Regions from separate parts of the Mus musculus genome. Here all the other regions are linked to region 1. A link is a contact called in public ChIA-PET, HiChIP or PLAC-seq and Micro-C data. All regions are on one chromosome and are shown on one strand. The core of a region is the stretch at or near the end of the contact, and the rest is flanking DNA. Distances in the headings are between cores, read along the strand shown. Region 1 holds the start of Irf1 (interferon regulatory factor 1). Region 2 holds the start of Aff4 (AF4/FMR2 family, member 4). Region 3 holds the start of Shroom1 (shroom family member 1). Region 4 holds the start of Slc22a4 (solute carrier family 22 (organic cation transporter), member 4). Region 5 holds the start of Csf2 (colony stimulating factor 2 (granulocyte-macrophage)).

Region 1 (2,700 bases), core at 6-2,505:
TCCTAGCTCGTCTATGAGGCAGTGACGTTACAGGTACAATCGTCCATTGATGTGTGTATTACAGCTTGCAACATTCAAACTGGGTGCTGTCCTAGACGGACAGCTAGGGTGAGGAAGGTGACACAAGAGAATGACACGGTAGAGGACTGATGTACTTGTGAGTCAGAAGCTGCGAGGAAGCGAATGAAGAAGCCTGAGGGGCCAGAGTTCGGAGATGGAACATGTATACACTAGCCCAGCCGCTAAGAGAAAGAACAAACTGGCAAGGTTTACTCGTGAACACCAGTTAACCCGCTGCCCTTGCCATCCCCTTGGGACCTGGGTCCCCCCTTAGCCACAATTTCCCTATGCTGCCCAGAACTTCTCCAGAGCCAGGCTTTGGGGACTCAGAAATGACTTCAAGACTATCAGAGAGGAACTCTCTCCCTAGGGCTACGTCGAGGATGGAGAGCTGAAGTAGGTGTCATAGAAGGAACCACGGCCACTTCGGAATTTTATCCACTTCTTTGGTGTTAGGTAGTCCCAAGGAATAAGGGTCGCCTTGGTCACCGCTAGCTAGAACCTCGTGTGGCACAGGAAAGCACACCCGCATCTTGTGCCCATGTAAGCAAACACATCATCTCTCCCCATAAGGACAAGGTGTTCCCCCATCACTTCAGACTAGCAAGTGAGCTATTGACATTTTATGGTTACGGAGTCCTTGAGTCCTTCAACGGCTGGCCCTGCAGAGTCCAGGCTGGGAGTTCCTACTGCCCCGTATTTCCAAGTTAGGCCTTCTGCCTCAATTTCCCAGAGCAGCCAAGTGGCAAGTAAGGCGGTACAGGGACATAATCTCTCCCTTCTTGACACTTCATTACCAGACTGATTTTGAGGGTGATTTAGTCCCGGGGACCCTTCTGGAGAGGGAATCAGGTGTTCTAGAGACATAGGGAGTTAGGTGTCTCCCGTGGAGAAGGGGAAGACCATCATAGGAGCCAGCAGGCTGGGAGTCTGCAGAAAGAGGGGGACGGTCTCGGCTTTCCAAGACAGGCAAGGGGGCAGGGGAGTGGAGTGGAGCAAGGGGCGGGCCCGCGGTAGCCCCGGGGCGGTGGCGCGGGCCCGAGGGGGTGGGGAGCACAGCTGCCTTGTACTTCCCCTTCGCCGCTTAGCTCTACAACAGCCTGATTTCCCCGAAATGATGAGGCCGAGTGGGCCAATGGGCGCGCAGGAGCGGCGCGGCGGGGGCGTGGCCGAGTCCGGGCCGGGGAATCCCGCTAAGTGTTTAGATTTCTTCGCGGCGCCGCGGACTCGCCAGTGCGCACCACTCCTTCGTCGAGGTAGGACGTGCTTTCACAGTCTAAGCCGAACCGAACCGAACCGAACCGAACCGAACCGGGCCGAGTTGCGCCGAGGTCAGCCGAGGTGGCCAGAGGGACCCCAGCATCTCGGGCATCTTTCGCTTCGTGCGCGCATCGCGTACCTACACCGCAACTCCGTGCCTCGCTCTCCGGCACCCTCTGCGAATCGCTCCTGCAGCAAAGGTGAGCTCGCCGGAGCTGCGCGGGCACCGACGGGTGCCGTGGAACAAAAGGCGCACGGGACACCAGGAAGTGGGGGCCAGAGACACCCTGGGTCGCGGTGGCGCGCTGGCTCGGGAGGGCGCTGCAAGCGGGCGGGAGGCGGGCCGCGGCGTGCACCGCCCTCTGGCCGCGCTCGGCGGTCTGCGTGCGCGGAGCCGCTGCGGGGCCTCTTGGTAGCCCAGAGTGGCCGTCGCGCGCACCCGCGAGCAGCGCCGGGGGACTCGGATGTCCGCCTGCGCGCACTTTTGGCGGTCGCAGCTTGGCTCCCAGCTCTTGCTTTCGGACGCGCAGTGTTCGGTGCAGAGGTTGGCTCGCTGCCTTGACTGGCTGGACCGGGTCGTGAACTACTGGGCTTTCGGGAGGAGGTGCCACAGGTGTTGCTTGCGCCACTTCTCTTAACAGCAGGGGAAACCAGGCCGGAAGGGGTTGCGCCCCAGCCTGTATGTTGTGGGCACTGGCTGTCAAGAGGGGACATAGACTGGATTGGAGTGGGTGGGTAGAAGTGCCCGAGATGGAGGTTGACTTGCTTGCTTGCACAGCCTGGAAGGTGCAGGGCTGGGGGTGACAAGCAAAAGTAGTCCCTTCCTTCTTCCAAAGATTGAATTTTGAGAGAAAAGTTCTGTCATTGAGATGTCTGTCTTTTGGCTTTTTTTTTTTTTTTGCACATATATCCTGCAACCATCCATCCATCCAGACTTGCTTGGTTGTTTATTCCTGAGACTGACTGGGAGAGACTGAAAAGAATGGGCAGGTGGCTTTGCCCATGATGCTGGAGAGTTTCATTCTACTTCAGGGTCCCTAATCTATGACCTGGGTACCTGGCTGATGGCAGGAGAGTGGGGGAGGGTAATGACCTGGGTGTGAGGACAGGAGAAGGTAATTGAGCGAGCGGCCTTGGGTGGAGCAGGGCAGTGCCCAGGGTTGTTTAACAGACTCCAAACACAGGCCTCTGTCTTTTCCCTCCAGCCACCATGCCAATCACTCGAATGCGGATGAGACCCTGGCTAGAGATGCAGATTAATTCCAACCAAATCCCAGGGCTGATCTGGATCAATAAAGTGAGTGTTATCCTGCGTATTCCTGCCACTGTTTAATGCATGTTCTCTTGGGGCGCCAAATTTCATGAGTGAACGTTAAGAGA
Region 2 (2,700 bases), core at 92-2,591, 420 kb before region 1:
GGGATAGAATTTAGGTCACCAAGATTGTGGGCAAGTGCCTTTAAGCCACTGAACTATCTCACCACCACCAGTATTTTTCATAAGGAAGTAGAAAAGATGGCCAGGCACACTGATACACTTCTTTAATCCCAGCACTTAGGAAGCAGAGGTAGAGGCAGGCAGATCTCTGAGCACCAAGCCTGCCTGTTTTACAAAGTGAGATCCAGGGCAACCAGGGCTACACAGAGGAAACCCTATGTAAAACTTAAGATTTATTTAGTGTTTTTCTTTTTGAGACAGGCTCTCACTATATATCCTTGACCTGCCCAGTGTTGGATATGTATATCAGCCTCACAGAAATCTTCCTCCCTCTGCCTCCAGAGTGGTGGGATTAAAGGTGTGCGCCAGACCATACCTCGATAGTGGTTTTGAGACATGGCTTAGAACTCGTGTGTAGTTGAGTGGATTTCCAAACTGTGAAATTACAAACTACAAATAACGAGTGAAGTGTTTCAAGATGTTAGAGGTGGAGAATCTGCATGAGGTACCATCAAATAAAGAAAGCAGATAAGAGACATGGGACACCAATGACAGGATTGTATGTTTTTCAGATGTAGAGGAAGAGGACACTTTTCTTGCGCTACTATTACTGGATTCTAGGAAACCTTAAAACTTTGTCTAATTACTGATTCCAATTAAATTATGGCTTGTCTGGACTAGCAGGATGTTAAGAGCGATGGTGTTTGTGTGTGTGTGTGTGTGTCGCCGTGTGTTGTTTTGACAGGGTTTTCTTAGTAGCTCAGATTGGCCTTGAATCCACTAAGTAGCCCACAGAGGCTGATATTTATTTATTTACTTATTTATTTATTTATTTATTTATTTTTTTAAGACGATGCAGGGCCGGCTTATCCTCCCACAGTAAGTCACACGCAGCAGTGGACGACGTCGCTGCGGACCTCCACGTCATCCTTCCCTCTCTACTCCTGCGGTGCGCTGCGGGACACGGGCGGCAGGGCCTGGGCCTTCACCTGCACCCCAAAACCGGTCGGCCGGGCTGCGCCCCGCCCCGCGGCGCCTCCCTAGCGGGCTGCGCAGGAGGGCGTGTGCCCCGGGCCGGGTTCTGTCCCCGGGTCTGACGCTGGTGCGGCCCCGCGGAACCTGCTGCGACCCGCGCTTCGCATCCCCGCTCCCCAGCCCCGGGCCCAGGCGCCCCCGCACGTCAGCCCGCGCGTCAGCCCCGCCGACGCCGCCTCCAGAGCAGCAGCAGGGCCGCAGCCCCCGCGCTGCCTGCGGGAGGGGCGCGGCCTGGTCACGTGACGCTCGCAGCAGCCCGGCCCTGGTCACATGGGCCGCGGCCACTGCGTCAGTCCCAGTCCCGGCTGCGGGAGTCGAGTCGTCGCCGCCGCCGCCGCCACCGCCGCCCCCAGCGGACGGGGCGGGGATCTTGGTGCCAGGGCCCCGTCAGCCCGCCCCCGCCTCAGTCACCCGTCCGGGGCTCGGCCGGGCCGTCATGGAGCGGGGCGGAACCCTGGCGTCCGCGGTGTGAGGTGCGCCGCCTCGGCTCCCCGTGGCCTCCGGATCGGCCGCTGCCCCTCGCCCCAGGCAGCCGGTCGCCGCCTCCTGGGCGGGCCCGAATGCGCGTCCGGTGAAGGTGCAGGCCGGGCGCCGCCGCCGCCGCAGCCGCGGTCGGGAAATGGTTCGGGCCTAGCGGAGCGGGGACTGGAGGTGAGAAGCCGCCTGACTGCCTGCCTGACTGACTGACTGACGTCTGAGGCGCGGCCGCGCCGCGGGGAAGGCGAGGCTCCGGCCGCTGACGCTGGCGGAGACCCGCGGGGCGGGGGGCCCCTGGATCCGGCTTCGCCCTACGTTTTCTCGTCCCACTTTCTCTCCGAAATCAATTTCAAACAAGAAAAATCATTTTTTTTTTCTTTAAAGGCCAAGCCGTTCCCATCCGACATTCCAGACGCCCATCATCTGGCCGTTTCTTCTTTTTTTCCTCCCCCCCCCCCCCCGTTGTCCCTTCCTCCATTCCTCCCTTTGATTCGGTCGGCGGATTTATCCTTTGAAAAATTTTTCCTTCGTCTGACTCAAGTCATTCCTAGTTAAAGAGAAAATAGGCCCAGATTCTGGCTATCATTTCTCAACTAGTTCTCGCCTTCCTTCTCGCGATCCTGCGCACCTCCCCCCACCCCCACTCTCCCACCTCCCCTCCACCGAAAGAAAAAAAAAAGGGGGGGAGGCTGGGGGGGTGTTAATTTCCGTCCTTGATGGTCGATGGGGTTTGAGTGGAAAAATGGGAACCTGGGTTGGAATAGGAGAAACCCTCCTTCCCGCTCGGAACCGGCCTGGTACCTGGCGATCGCCATGGCCGGGCTTTGGGTATTGATGTTTAGGCCTCCCCAGCTGCCTGTGCGCAGGGTTAATCTCGTAATTGACGTCAGTGCTTTGTTCCTTCCACTTTGCTGTTGCTTCCCACTCTCTGAGAACGGATCATGGGGTACAGGAGCCCAGGGTGTTTGTGGGGTCTCCTTATTAGGCTTTTCATTCACAGATGACACCTTTATGGGGAGTCGAGAGCCCTGATCTGAAAATGGTTGTGAGTGAAGTTCGAACCAAGAGTTCGATTCAGGGTTCTCCGAGTTTCGTCAGTTGCAAGTCAGAATTCTGGTTTTTCTTCCCCGCTGAGGTTTTAAACTGAAGCTAGCCTCCTTTCCAGTGCCG
Region 3 (2,700 bases), core at 91-2,590, 310 kb before region 1:
AGCTTGCTGACCATGAGACGAATGGGCAGTGGGGCAGTGGGCAAAGTGCTTGCCACTCAAACATGAGGAGCTGAGCTTGGGTCTGCAGTAGCTAAGGGAAAAGCTAGGTGCCACAGCTTACATTGTTACCCAGTGCAGGGGACATGTGGTGTGTGTGTGTGTGTGTGTGTGTGTGTGTGTGTGTGTGTGTGTGTGTGTGTAGGCAGACTCATGGAGTTGGCTGGCCAGCTAGTCTAGCCAAATTGATGACTTCTGTGTGAGACCTTGTTTCAAAAAATAAGGTGTAGAAATGATAGAATAAAATACCCAATAGTATCTGGGCAGTGTTGGCGCACACCTTTGATCCCAACACTTGGGAGGCAGAGACAGGCGGATTTCTGAGTTTGAGGCCAGCCTGGTCTACAAAGTAAGTTCCAGGATAGCCAGGGCTATACAGAGAAACCCTGTCTTGAAAAATCAAAAACGGAAAAAAAAAAAAAAAAGAAAAAGAAAAGAAAAGACCCAATCTCGAGAGGTACACATGCATACACCACACACACAGAGAATGAGGACCAGGTGGCACCGGTCATCTGAGCTGAAAAAAAGACTCCAGCACTCAGGATGTACAGACGGGAGTTTAGGAGTTCAAAGTCTTTACCAAAAGGTGAAGACCCCACTCCTAGTAGCAGATTCGAGCACATAAGTTCAGGGCTCCGTTCGGTGTGGGTCTGGTGGAGGGAGCTATGGGAAGCGAGGAGACAAAGACAGGAGAGGAGAGCCTGTGGAAAGAGTCCAGTAGGTGGCATGGTTTTGGAAATGTGGGTCTGAAGAGCAGAGTTGATCAGGTAGCCAGCCATCTAAAGCACACTCAGAGGGAGAGAGAGCATGAGGCAGGAACTCCAGGCACATCTGTTTTCATCGTGGAGTTTAAGAGAACCGGCCGGGAGAGATGGTCCAGTGGATAAATGTTCATGTCACCAAACCAGATCTTCACAGTTGGAATCTAGTACTCCACAGGGTGGAAGAAAAGTACCGACTTCTCCACAAGGGAGCTTCCCCCATTACTTACTTCCCAAATTATTAAGTAAATAAATAAATGTAATTTTTTTAAAGGTTAAAAGAAGAAGAAGAAAGGAAGGTGAGCCTTTGTTGCCTCCGGGAGGGTTTGACCTCCGCACTGAGGAGCCTGCTGGTCCATAAGTCTTGCCTGCGGATCCGGCAGTGCTTGGAGGATTTCGATCGCCCTCCGGCTCGAGTTCTCTGCGGTGGTTAGAGGTCCAGGGCCGGGGACTAGGGCCACGTACAGAATCGCAAGAGGAAGGGGCGCGGCTCCCGCAGCCCTGCCGCCACTCCAGACTCCGGCCCCTCCTCGGCCGGAGGTGGCGCCTCCCCTGCTGCGGCCGGAGACTGGAGGTGGCGTCGGGAGCTGGAGCCCAGGGCTCGGATGTCACTGAGGGATCGCCGGCGCCCTGAAGTGCGTCTCGGGCTGGAGCCACAGGTACGCAGCGGGACCGGGTGAGGGGACACACAGCGCGTGGTCCACAGATCTGCTTCCCAAAAGGGAGACAAGGACGGGAGGGTCGGGGCGGCGACAGCGGTGGCCGCGAAGCAGCCTGACTGACCGTCATTCTGTCTGGACCTTCCGACCCGGAGTCCAGACCGGCCGCGCCAGTGGAATCGGGCCCCTGCGCACCTTTACTCTCGGCCAGGCCTGGCAGGGGACAGAGCTGTCCAGGTGGCCCAGCTGTTGCAGGGACGCAATGTACACAGTGGCGTCCGTCTCAGGACCCTCTGTTCTTGAGCTTCGATTGCTGGAGAATCCGGGTCCCTCCCAATCCCCCGATCTTCCCGGACCGTGAACCCCACTGAAAAGGCCTAGAAATGCACTGATCAGAGGCCACCCGCTCTCCTAGTGTTCCAAGCGCCTCTTTCCTCACCTCTTTGTGTGGTTCTGCTGCCCCTTGTGGTCCCCAGGGCTTAGCTTTTGCCCTGGGGTATGTGCTGTACCCATGGCAGTGACCATCTTTACCTAGGTGTCATTCACCCTCTGCTTTTTCTACACCTCCTGGAACCTGCGTCTCACAGAGTCTGCCCAAGACCAGCAGAGACTGTATAACCAGCTACTATGTTGTAAAATAGATGTCTCACAGGGGTGCAATGTCACCCATAGCTTTGGAGACTAGAAAAGAGAACCAAGGAGTTTGCCTGAAAGCTCACCCATCAGACCTAGCCTGGAATGCTAGGATTTAAGATCTGAGCATTGAACCCTGAACCTCTGACTCTAAGGAGAGTCAGGGAGTGCAGTTAACAGCCCTCCAGGTACTGAGGGAAGGCTGGAGGCAAGGAAAGGCCTGCACAGGTCCTCACAGGAAGACAGATGGGAGGTGGCCCTTGAGAGGACTGTTTCATTCCCGATTAGCTCGGAGCTTGACTTTTCTCCAGTGCCTCTCCTGTTCCCTGACCTGGACTTACATGTGTTGCCTTGGTCTGGTTTTGCCCACTGAAAATTGTCTTTATCAAATTTCCCAACAAACCTTGCCTGAAGTCCCACGTCTGGTTGCTTGCCTGGGTCCACCTTCACTCGAGATTCAGCCCCCAGTGCCAGCTTCATCCTTCAGGTCTGGTGTTTCCACCCTCAAGAGCCCTAGTTCTGAGCCCCGAGCCCCCTTATTCCTTTGTCAGGTAACAAGTACCTTCCTCCACAGCCAGGATCCCAGCCTA
Region 4 (2,700 bases), core at 140-2,639, 260 kb after region 1:
AAAGAGATAAGAAATTGAGGCTGTTGTTCCCAGAGATCTCATTGGGAGGAACCTAGTTGGTTTTTTGTTTAACCAGCCTAGGGAAAAAAAAAGACAGACCAGAAGCAGCAATGGTGGGAAGGCAGATTTTCTACCAGCTTGACCAACAGCAGGTAATCAGTTCTGGGTGATGCTCTTGCCAGAAACAGTGCTTGTCTTATCTGTTATGACCTGGTCCTCAGCAAATACGCAGCAGGAAACTAAGAGGGAGTAGTAGGTCCACATTCAGACTCTGGTGACTTGGGGAACCTATTCCCTGATCACTTAGAGGTAAGGCAGTGGGCTCAGCTGGAGCCTTGATCACCAGCTTACACTTCCCTCAGAAGTACGGGTCTTTCCTTGAGTGTCCAAAGGCCAGGTTCTAGTTTTGACTCCTTACATCCAACCAGTGTCAAGGAAGGGGCTGCTGCCTCTTTTTCGAGAAAGTGGGGGCCTCGACATAGAGGCCCTTCTGTCTCAAGACCCTTCCTTGTGTCCATCAACAGACCACTGTAGCCATTCTCTGTAGCAAGGAAATAGCTATGACTATAAATCAAGACAGTCTGGTTTGGCCTGCCCAGGGAAGCACCAGGGCTCTTGGGAAACTCTGTTGTGAAACTCAGAAAGGAAAAGGCAGTTGATGACAACACTCTCTTTTTTTCATCCCCTCCATGCCACACAGAAATTCATCAGCTCTGAGTGTGCGCTGAGAATACACTCACAACCCCACTCTGTGCCTGGAAGTTTTGAGACAGTAGGTGACACTGACCCAGGCACTGTCAGGGGCTGTTGGGGGCACGGATGCAACGGAGTCTCCATTCCCAATGTCCAGCTCCAGCACTACCACCTACCTCTGTCACGATGGTGGACAGGAAGATGTCCTTGTCGTACTCCCAGCCATCCAGGCAGCTCTCCTGCTCCAGCTGCTCCAGATCCACGTCCTGTCCTGGCTCCAGCCCCATCGCAGAGAAGTTGGCGATGGTGGCCAGTCGGTAGCGGCGGCAGCTCTGAGGCACCTGTCGTCCGTCCTTCGTCTCCAAGGGGATGCTGTGGTTGCGCCAGGAGCTGCTCAGGTTCACAGTGTCAGGAACCAGGCAACGGTGCTCGGGGGTCCCCGCCAGGAACACGACTGACATACCATTGAAGCCATTGGGGATGATGCTGGCGCTGAGCAGAAAGAAGATGAGGCGCTGGAAGGGCCCCCACTCGCCCAGGAAGGCGATCACCTCGTCGTAGTCCCGCATGTTTCCACCTCTCCTCCTCAGCTTGCGTGAGGGAGGTGGGTGGAGAGAAAGGATTCAGCGATTGCGGCGCGCTGAGGGGATCTTCCTAGGTGGCTGCGTGCAAACACGCCGTGGGTGCTGCAAAACTCCCAGGGGTTGGCGCGGAGCGCCGGGAAGCCGAGTCCTCTGGACCACACCCCCGTGCGGCTAGGCAGCGAAAGGCCACTGCACTCCACCGATCTGGGCGGAGCTCTCGGGCCGGCTCAGCCTCCTGCTCCGTTCCTTGCACCCAGCGGCCTTCCACGCAGGCCTCCCGCCCGGAATCGGCCGGACAACGCGCGTGCAGCTAGGAGCTCCGGCTTTCTCGGCCCCACGTGGGAGGGAGAGCGACAGGGAGGAGCGTCCCGAAAGCCAGGCCTAGCCCGGAGCAGGAGTTCGTTGCTCCACAATCCCAGCCTGGATTATGAGCAGGCGGACCGGTCAGTTAATCAAGTCTGCGCTCCCAAGAGACCTGTGTGGGGGACAGGAGCGCCACCTCTTCACACACACCAGCGTGGGAACTCACTTATGAACCTTAGCATGGCCGTAGTCCATCACGGGACGGCGGCGGCCCGAGAAGCGTCCTTGGAAAAGCAGGATCCTCACCTTGCAAAGAGGCGACTGTGGACCTGGAGCCAGAAAAGGATGTGCGAGGTCATGCTGAGTCAGAGGCGCGCCCTGGATTAGAAGGGCTGGATCACGGGCCCCTGAGTCGTTCTAGTGTCCTTTCGAAAGATTCCCTGTGGCCTTTATAGAGACACCAGAGGGAAGTCGGCCCACTGAGGGAGCATAGAGGAGTCACCACGCCTGGGCTCGGTGTTTGTCCTTTTGCACTCTCGGGGCACCCGGAGTCCTTTATTGCGGCACGGTGCCAAAGCCTTCTTGGACTGAAAGGCTATTTGCAGAAAGGCCCATTCTAGTCTAGGAACAGAGGGAGGAAGGGACAGAGAGAGGACAAACTGGTGAGATTTGGCCCTCAGAACTGGCAGGGTAACCAAAAGCGGGATTGCCTTTTTTCTCTCTCTGCTCAGTATTCACATCTAAGGTCCTGGGCACAGTGTACAAGCTAGCCCAAGCTAGAGCTGGGCTCCCCTAGCCTGGGATCCACAGGCCTGGAGAGACTGTAAGGCTGAGTAGCCCAACACTTTGCACAAACCGGGTTGTCTCATCAGACTCTGGCAAGGAACTGAAGGAGACTTCTGCTTTTTTCTTTGTTTTTGTTAGTTTCCCCCATGAGTCCTACTGTTAGGCTGACTTCCCACCAGTAACTTACATTTCTTTTCCTGTCATTTAAGCCGCATCTCCTAGTATGCCAGGACACTAGCTTTTTACTTTTGTTCGTTTGAGACAGGGTCTTCGGATGTAGCCCTGGCTGTCCTGGAACTTGCTATGTAGACCTGGCTGGTCTTGACTCACAGAG
Region 5 (2,700 bases), core at 193-2,692, 480 kb after region 1:
GTCTGGTAGTAGCTGGCTGTCATGTTCAAGGCGCCCTTGAGTTTGGTGAAATTGCCCCGTAGACCCTGCTCGAATATCTTCAGGCGGGTCTGCACACATGTTAGCTTCTGTGGGAAGCATCCATTTGTTGATAAGCAAAAGCCAAGTGTCCATAGAATACAAGCTAACTTCTCCCTACTCCCTTCTGCTCCCACCAAGTGGTACAGGTTGGGGCTAGTCATAACACTGTCCTGAGCACTGCCCTTCTTCTTGCCTGGTCCAGGCCACCTCAGCTACCACAGCCATGTTTATAGTCTGGTACCATAGAGGTTCCCAGTTCCAAGTGCTGTCCCCCCCCCAAAAAAAAAATTTGTAAGCAAAGGCTACTTGCTGCCATTCTAGAAGAAGGAGATGGCCAGAGCCCAAACTTCTGTGTGGGGAAGCACTATTTCAAAAGCCCCTCTGTGCCCTGTATAATCAATACCCTCTGTGCCCCTGTATAATCAATACCTTCTCTCCATGGTCACGGGGCACAGAGAGAACTTGAAGGCAACAAGGCCAACTCATAAAGTGACTCTCATGCTCCCATCAATCCCTGAAGACCTCTGACCTTTGAAAGCTAGCTCTGCCCAAACTTATTGCTCACTTGATAAAAAGAGTGCACATGACTGCCACAGGGGCATGGCTCTGGACGATAAAAGAGTGCACGTGACTGCTACAGAGGAATGGATATAGAGATCTTGACTACCCAGATTCTGCCCCCTCCCGCTGGCAGCCACTGGCAGGGAAGAGTGTAGAAAGCCTTGCAAGAGGCTATTTAAAGCAGCCCTGCAGGGCAACCCGGGAAGCTACACCAAAAGAGAAGAGCAAAAGAGAAGCAGCTTACCTTGAAGGAGAACTCGTTAGAGACGACTTCTACCTCTTCATTCTGTAAAAAGGAAGTGCCGTGTTACCAAGCTGAAAGGCAGGGCAAGACAAGGGCCAATGGGTGGCCTGGGAACAACCCAACTCTCTCCCTCACTCACCAACGTGACAGGCATGTCATCCAGGAGGTTCAGGGCTTCTTTGATGGCCTCTACATGCTTCCAAGGCCGGGTGACAGTGATGGGTGAGCGGGTGGGTGCTGAGAGGCTGTAGACCACAATGCCCAGGAAAAGTAAATTCTGCAGCCACATCCTCCTCAGGACCTTAGCCTTTCTCTCTGAGTACTGGGCTCACTGCAAAAGAGCTCTTATATACACAGTTAGAGGAAATGATTAATGGTGACCACAGAACTCCAGGGGGGCGGGGGAACTACCTGAGTTGTGGAATCTCCTGGCCCTTATCAGCTATACATGGGGCCAGTGAGCCTTCCCCCAGGTTGTCAGGCTTGGGGGGTTTTCATTAATAAGCCCTTCCAAGAACTGGCAGCCCACCTGCGGGCTGCTTTAAAGGCCTTTCCCACCCTGCCTGGGCAGTCTGACCCAGCCTCTGGCTAGCCTCTCCTTTTTGAGGGGCCTCCAGGCATATTTGGATTTCCTGGCCTGGAGTGGCTGGGGCGGGGTTTGGGAGATACTGAGTGGGGCTCTTGCTTCCATAGCACCTGCTGTTCCTGGAGGCCTTTGGGCAAGCTCTACCTACTCTGGTGGCTCATTCCAGCCCCAGTCCTGGCCCGTTCTCTTTCCAGCCACCTTCTGAGATATACACTTCTCACAAGTCCACCTCATTATCTAATTAAATAAGGTCCAGCCCAATGACACAATTCTATAATGGTCTCCACAGACTCCCACTGAGGAGACCATTCTGGGCAAACTCTGCCCAGCCAAGCCCCACCCCTGCCACCTTGGGAGCAGTGAGAATGACAGCAATGGGTATAGAAGCCAGGCAGACTATACCATGTTCTCTTATGATACCATCCCAACTGACTGCTACAATCCCAGTTACAAAGGCATGTTCAATCCTAAAAATTCACAGCATGGCTAGAGCTTCTGGCTGGGGCAGGTAAGGCTACTCCCATTTGACTGCTGATTCTGCCCTCCCCCTTTGCCAAGCGACTCTTCCTTTGAGTTATGTGAGCCTCTTTACCCTCTTCAGAGCAGCCTGCCATTCAAAAAGGACACATTACTGCTATCTGTACCATTATGGGATACCTGGGTCTCTGAGGCTGGCTGTAACATAGTAACTAGCTGTAACACAATAACCAGGCACGCACACACGCACACGCGCGCGCACACACACACACACACACACACACACACGTGCGCCCCAACCCCCGCTTCCCTGGCAAGTTCTCCCAGGCTTAGTCTGTTGCACAGCCCCTTGCTCCAGCCCACCTCCCTCTCCAGAAGCTCTCTGTGGAATCAGGAACTGCTTCTGGAAAGGCAGCATGGTCTCAAGGGGCTAACAAGTGTTTGATTTTCACAATGGCTTTTGGAGAAGACGGCACGAGTTTGTGTTTGCCCAAGGGATCTGGCCCAAGCCTTCCTATACAGGAAGTTTGAGACCATGGGGATACATATGTGTATCTCTTCAGTCATGTGTGTATGCTGGTGGTGTTGGATATATATGTACTCATAGGAACATGTCAAGGTGGAGGAGGTTTTACATAAGGGTGCATCTAACATGAGCCACACTTGTTTTGCCTGCTTTGTGAGAACCCTTGGGCTTCTGGCGGTGCCCTCTTGATATGAGAGGGGGCCCCTAGCCAAGAAACATGCTTTAGGGCCCAAGAAGCTGATTCAG

What was found. A called contact is a pair of places that touch in the nucleus more often than the background predicts. ChIA-PET counts read pairs in DNA pulled down with a chosen protein or histone mark. HiChIP or PLAC-seq counts read pairs in DNA pulled down with a chosen protein or histone mark.
Region 2: a Micro-C map of embryonic stem cells shows a contact between it and region 1, with 2.9 times the contacts expected there. The contact joins the promoter of Aff4 here to the promoter of Irf1 in region 1. A contact is called at or near these places in 3 of 484 Hi-C or Micro-C datasets (LSK cells and embryonic stem cells) and 4 of 115 datasets of contacts at active chromatin or transcription factors (the SCID.adh cell line, effector CD8 T cells, memory CD8 T cells and 1 more).
Region 3: an H3K27ac HiChIP or PLAC-seq map of hepatocytes shows a contact between it and region 1, with 2.9 times the contacts expected there. The contact joins the promoter of Shroom1 here to the promoter of Irf1 in region 1. A contact is called at or near these places in 3 of 39 promoter capture datasets (the HPC-7 cell line, hippocampal neurons and liver), 1 of 484 Hi-C or Micro-C datasets (embryonic stem cells), 14 of 115 datasets of contacts at active chromatin or transcription factors (T-cell acute lymphoblastic leukemia, acute myeloid leukemia, cardiomyocytes and 5 more) and 2 of 9 other capture datasets (adipose tissue and embryonic stem cells).
Region 4: an RNA polymerase II ChIA-PET map of memory CD8 T cells shows a contact between it and region 1, with 11 read pairs. The contact joins the promoter of Slc22a4 here to the promoter of Irf1 in region 1. A contact is called at or near these places in 3 of 115 datasets of contacts at active chromatin or transcription factors (effector CD8 T cells, memory CD8 T cells and pancreatic cancer cells).
Region 5: a contact with region 1 is called in an RNA polymerase II ChIA-PET map of memory CD8 T cells, with 6 read pairs. The contact joins the promoter of Csf2 here to the promoter of Irf1 in region 1. A contact is called at or near these places in 2 of 115 datasets of contacts at active chromatin or transcription factors (bone marrow-derived dendritic cells and memory CD8 T cells).

Annotation. Positions count from the first base shown.
Region 1 is chr11:53,768,759-53,771,458 of GRCm38.p6, forward strand. Irf1 (interferon regulatory factor 1) reads left to right here and starts at 1,256. Exons shown (of 10, transcript NM_008390.2): 1 at 1,256-1,520; 2 at 2,526-2,617. The coding sequence starts at 2,531.
Region 2 is chr11:53,349,426-53,352,125 of GRCm38.p6, forward strand. It overlaps Aff4 (AF4/FMR2 family, member 4), which reads left to right and starts at 1,342. Exons shown (of 21, transcript NM_033565.2): 1 at 1,342-1,704.
Region 3 is chr11:53,455,865-53,458,564 of GRCm38.p6, forward strand. It overlaps Shroom1 (shroom family member 1), which reads left to right and starts at 1,341. Exons shown (of 8, transcript NM_027917.3): 1 at 1,341-1,477.
Region 4 is chr11:54,026,715-54,029,414 of GRCm38.p6, forward strand. It overlaps Slc22a4 (solute carrier family 22 (organic cation transporter), member 4), which reads right to left and starts at 1,390. Exons shown (of 10, transcript NM_019687.4): 1 at 870-1,390. The coding sequence starts at 1,262.
Region 5 is chr11:54,248,457-54,251,156 of GRCm38.p6, forward strand. Csf2 (colony stimulating factor 2 (granulocyte-macrophage)) reads right to left here and starts at 1,443. Exons shown (of 4, transcript NM_009969.4): 1 at 1,005-1,443; 2 at 866-907; 3 at 1-107. The coding sequence starts at 1,154. The region is part of intron 4 of Gm12223 (a long non-coding RNA gene); the gene reads left to right.